Linked DNA regions of Sus scrofa: region 1 is linked to region 2. The links are chromatin contacts, called in public Hi-C maps. All regions are on one chromosome and are shown on one strand. Each heading gives the region's core, a stretch centred on a gene start, on an enhancer-like site or on the middle of the called end of the contact. The rest is flanking DNA. Distances are from core to core; before and after follow the strand shown. Region 1 overlaps OSBPL3 (oxysterol-binding protein-related protein 3). Region 2 overlaps OSBPL3 (oxysterol-binding protein-related protein 3).

Region 1 (2,700 bases), core at 189-2,688, 51 kb before region 2:
AAGAGAAACAAGGCAACTAACCACCCACTCAGCTGAGGGAGTGTGTCCAGGTCAGAACACACAGCCGCTGCCCAGGGTTGGCAAATGCTCGGTGTGTTTTAGGAAAAGCCCAAAAGGCCAGTGTGGCTGAAGCCGAGTGAGGGGAAGTGGGAGGGGGCATGATACGGGGCGGGGCGGCGTCCAGGAGGGTTTCGTGGACTGTGAGATTTGATCCCACGTGACTTGGGGAATCCGGAGAGAGATAATCTGGCTGCTGGGTGAGAAACAGGCTATGGAAACAAGAGACTGGTTAATGAGACTACTGCACAAGCCTGGTCATCAATGCCAGGCTCAGTGGCCAGCACCAGCAGCAGAGGCAGTGACATTGGCTGGCTTTGCAAGGAAGACCTTGGGATTTGCTGATGAGTAGCATGTGGATTATAGAAGGAAGCTCTTAAGGATGATGCCAAGGCCCAGTTTTGGGGAAAATACAGTTGCCAATTATTTTCTCTTCCACTAAGTTTAGAGTTAAGCATAGAGTTTTCTTTGATAAACACAATTTCTTTAAAAAAAAAAAGTTAAATAATGACTTGACCTAAAAATGGGAAAGCACTGGTTGAGTCACCTTACAGTTGATTTATTGCCTTTTTTTTTTTTTTTGTCTTTTTGTCTTTTTAGAGCTGCACCCACGGCATATGGAGGTTCCCAGGCTAGGGGTCAAGTCAGAGCCATAGCTGCCAGCCTACAGCACAGCCACAGCAACTCAAAGTCTGAGCAGTGGCAATGCCGGATCCTTAACTCACGGATCGAGGCCAGGGATCGAACTGGCATCCTCATGGATGCCAATCAGTTTCATTAACCACTGAGCCACAAGAATTCCGAGTTTTATTTGAACAGCTTGAATTTCCCCTTGATAAAGTCTTTAAATAAGCTGCCACTTTTATCAGAAGTAAACAACCCTGCCTACTAGTAAATAAAAGGACTCTTGAGAGGGTCAGGTGGGTGTGCAGAGAGGTAGGTGATAGGTATGGTATTTTCAAGTCCAGCCAAGAATGTGTGTTCAGAGTTCTAATGATTAACAGAAAAAGAAGAAGGCTGAGCCAGGAAGCAAAGGAAAAAATACTTCATTTGAATCTCTTACCTTTTAGTAACTTTCAACAACTCTGCTCAGCTTTTCTGTCAGAAACTCAACAGCAGGTGGCTGGGTGGATAATGGTTAAAATGACTCGAACAGTGATCTGACGCCTGAAGCGCCAGGCAATTAGGAAAAGCCACTTTTAGACAATAGCTTAACTGCATATCCTTTAGAGACACCAAGCTTTTCCCAAAGGCACAAAAAAGAAGCAAAGTGAACTGAAATGGATTTCCTCTTTCTTTTATTTTTAGAGCTGCACCCACAGCATATGGAAATTCCCAGGCTAGGGGGCGAACTGGAGCTATAGCCGCCAGCCTACACTACAGCCACAGCCACGTGGGATCTGAGCCACATCTGACCTACACCCCAGCTCACGGCAATACCAGATCCTTAACCCACTGAGAGGGCCCCCATGGACTGAACCTGCATCTTCATGATACTAGTCGGGTTTATTACTCCTGAGCCATGACGGGAACTCCTGAAATGAATTTTCTGAGCCAGCGGGTCCCTGATGAAGCTCCAGCCAGGCAGCCAGAGCATCAGTGAGGGTAACCTACCAGGACCATACTTGGCCCTGCGGAGGGAAAGAAAGTCTTTCCTTCGGAATGTTCCCCTTTCTGGCATACTTGGAAAACCAAGGCTGAATCAGATTTCTTGGCAGAGAGGAAACCCCTCCCTGAGAGGGTGGAACAGTCAGAGGTTAGAACATGAGACTGGAATGTTTATGATTGATTCCTGAACGTTCCTTGTTCACAAAGGCTCCTGGCCAGCCCCCAACGGGAGTGGAGAACAAAGTCCTGCTTGAGTCGGGAGGATGAAAGTTGAAGGGACAAGGACAAGCAAAACCTCAGAGTCTGAACAGTCTACGAAAGGCTGTTTTCACAGGGGCAGCTGATGCCTCTGGCAGCTCTGAGCACAGTAACTAAACCTATGTTAAGAGACACCAAAAAAAGGTGGGGGAGAGAGGATGCTGGGGTGGCAACCGAGGGTGTCAGTGGAGGGGCGCCGGAGCCCAGAGGGGCCAGGCCTCGGGTGCCTCACCTGCCACACGGGGTATGTGAAGACCAAAGAAGACCCCGTACAAATGTGAAAAGCGTAACGCGCCCTGCAGCATGATGCTCGTTAACTGTGACAAGGAACATTCGAACAGCAACTGCTTTCTCCGCTTCCTGACGCCATGAGCCATTTTTAGCCCGAATTTTGGGGTCTTTTAGGTGAGAAATGATGTACTGGGGGCAAGCTTCCATGGAGCTGAACTCTGAAGCAAACTCCCTTTGCCCCTGATGACTCCAAGCCTCCCCACCCCCACCAAAACCACGGGCAACAAAGGCCAAGGGCTTGGAGGAAAAAGAGAGACACCGCTTTCCAAAGCACCTGCCCCTGTGGTCTGGAAAACTCAGTAGAAAAGCTAAAAGTTGGGTACCTTTGTCTCTTTCCATGTCCTTTCAGTTGCAGATAGGATTTCTCTCGGTGTTCTTAGAATAAAATTCCACCTCGAAATACGAATTTAGAGGTCCGGCTCAGTTTATTAGTCATTCAGTAACCCCTACTCATTGCAGAGAGGGGCAAGAAAGCAAAGACGCCCC
Region 2 (2,700 bases), core at 115-2,614:
GTGGCTCTGGCATAGGCCGGTGGCTACAGCTCCGATTCGACCTCCATATGCCGTGGGAGCGGCCCAAAGAAATGACAAAAAGACCAAAAAAATAAAAAAATAAAAAATAAAATAAATAAGAGGGTAGATAGGATTATTCCCATTGAACACCTATTAAAATTTAGGTTGACCTCCCCCCACCAAAAAAAAAAAAAAAAAAAAAAAAGATTCTGCAGTAAGTATTTCCATCCTCTTTCCCCAGAAATGTTGTTTTCTCCTCCTTTCGTTTTGGGGGGGTGCACTTTTTTCTCTACTAAACTACAACCTACACTACAGCTCACAGCAACACCGAATCCTCAACCCACTGATAGAGGCCAGGGATCAAACTCGCGTCCTCGTGGATCCTAATCAGGTTTGTTAACCGCTGAGCCACAAAGGGAACTCATAGTTCACTTCTGATGTCCTCACGTGCCTAACCTGCTGTCCTGTGAAGAGTATGCATGTGACTGACAAAAGGGCAAACATGGTCCTGGATTAAGGTTGCAAACAGCTTTATGTCCTTGGAATGTTTTCACTGGCTTGCCCTTTGAAGCACGTCCAATACCTTTGGGCCAAATGAGTACTGACACACCAAATACAGCCCATTCACATTTGTGAAAGAGGGTGTCTGTGCGTTATATCGTTGTTAAATGAAAATCTAAGGCTCAAGATCTTCTGAAAAGGACCCAAGGAAATCAAACCTTTTAGTTTTATTTGATTTAAGCCTCCCAAGCAGAAGGCAATAGGCAGAGTGCTGGTGCTAGACCAGCAAGCACATCTGCTCAAGACATTCAACTGTGCAAACTGCAAATGCCAAGAGGGATTAGACGTTATTGCATGCTTTACAAAACTGAAAAAAAAAAAAAAAAGCGGTGGGGAATAAGATCATACCTGTAGTTGAAAGGATAACAAAGATTAAATTTCAAAAATGTTTCAAGAATTCATGTTAGAACCAGCTTTCTCTCGAATTCTTGAGACACAGTGTATGCCTATTGATGAGCCCATGGGGAGGGCAGGGGACTAGACTGGGTTTGCTGGCTCTTAAGGGGAATAAGCCTATCATGGTTTGCATTCATTCCTACAAAATAACTGTCCCCCACCCCCATTTTATCGCCTCTCTAGTCTCAGACCTTGAAACTCTAACCAGGTTGGAAGACCAGATCTGAAGAATTTATGAAAGTGACCTGACTTTATTCCTTGACTGAGGACTAAAGCACTGCAGCCAGCTGCTTTTCTGGCTCAACATCCAAATTTTCCCCCTCCCAGCTTCCTTATCTGTCACTGTCCTTGAGTCATGCGGTGGAAACCTGAGAACCAGCATGCAGCCAGTGGTTCTCGGTGAGGGCAGTACTGTTCCCTGGGGTTGTGAAATCTTGCGGGCATTGCTGGTTGATGGGGGTAGGTGAGCGCTCTCTGGCATCTAATGGCTGGGGACCAAAAAACGTGAGATGTTGCAAAATGCCTTAGTCTTGCACAATGCAAAAGTTGTCCCACATCTGCAAGATTTTTCAAAGCACCTTCTGTAAGTAAAACCTGCTTTTTTTGTTTTTCTTCTTTTTTTTTGGTGGCCCCGTGGCATACGAGGGTTCCTGGGCCAGGGATCAAATTGGAGCAGCAGTTGCAACCTATGCAGCAGCTGTGGCAATGCCGGATCCTTTAACCCACCACACTGGGCTGGGATTGAACCCGCGTCCCATTGCACCACCGCAGGAACTCCAGCAAACTTTTTCTGTGAAGGACACTGCTGATCCTGTTGCATCACAGCCGGAACACTGGTAAAAACTGTTTATAATTATTTGAGCACAGAACTTAACTCTGTTTCACATACTTATCGAAGTATTTTTGCATGGTTTCTATAGCTAAATTCTTGGGACTGCAACAACTGCTGAATTACTAAGGGAAGACTGTACTTCTTCCTGTTGGGACTTTACCAAGTCAGTCACCATTTTGAAGAATAGTGTCACTGAAGGTCATGCCGCCTGTGACATGTGAGTTACTAATACATCTCTATGGGTCTGTATTAGTAGCTGTCACCCTGTCTATAGGGGTATCTGACCACCTCCTCATGTCTTGCGGTGTAGTCATGTCTGGGCTTTTATATATTGTAATGCACACTTTTAACTACTCTCTTTGAATTTTCCTTTATTTAAAGTAAAGCATTATGTTGATATTTTCAAGATTACATGTGTCAATATATTAATAATGATTTGAGGAGACCAAAGTGTTCATTAAAATATTGGTAACTGGAGTTCCCATCATGGCACAATGGAAATGAATCCGACTAGCATCCATGAGGTTGCAGGTTTGATCCCTGTCCTCGCTCAGTGGGTTAGGGATCCGGCGTTGCCATGAGCTATGGTGTAGGTCGCAGACGTGGCTCAGATGTGGCATTGCTGTGGTGTAGGCCAGCGGCTACAGCTCTAATTGGACTCCTAGCCTGAGAACCTCCATATGCCACAGGTGTGGCCCTAAAAAGCAAAAAAAAAAAAAAAAAAAGGGGACATTGGTATGATGTAGTTAAGAACCCCTGCTGATCTCGACACCAATTCTGTGAGCAGGAATGCCAGGCCAAGCCACACTGTGGTGAACTCACTTTGAAACTGTAAGGGCTTTACTATTTTTTATAAGTAGGTTCTGTTGGTTTCATCTTTAAAATGCGTATCTTCTACGTCCTTTCCTCTC

Evidence for each region. Hi-C and Micro-C count contacts between places; a contact is called where the count stands out from the background.
Region 1: a Hi-C map of liver shows a contact between it and region 2, with 8 times the contacts expected there. The contact joins two enhancer-like sites. A contact is called at or near these places in 1 of 5 promoter capture datasets (liver) and 5 of 47 Hi-C or Micro-C datasets (fetal heart ventricle, liver and skeletal muscle).

What each region holds. Positions count from the first base shown.
Region 1 is chr18:47,461,244-47,463,943 of Sscrofa11.1, reverse strand. All of the region lies in intron 16 of OSBPL3 (oxysterol-binding protein-related protein 3), which reads right to left. Among named protein-coding and RNA genes, the nearest start is that of DFNA5, 62 kb to the left of the region's middle. Within about 2 kb of position 1,438, at least 30 of the 83 cell types and tissues checked have an H3K27ac peak or open chromatin away from gene starts, as enhancers often do. A contact at or near this core is called in liver, where this site is marked.
Region 2 is chr18:47,409,880-47,412,579 of Sscrofa11.1, reverse strand. The region is part of intron 2 of OSBPL3 (oxysterol-binding protein-related protein 3); the gene reads right to left. Among named protein-coding and RNA genes, the nearest start is that of OSBPL3, 110 kb to the right of the region's middle. Within about 2 kb of position 1,364, at least 3 of the 83 cell types and tissues checked have an H3K27ac peak or open chromatin away from gene starts, as enhancers often do. A contact at or near this core is called in liver, where this site is marked.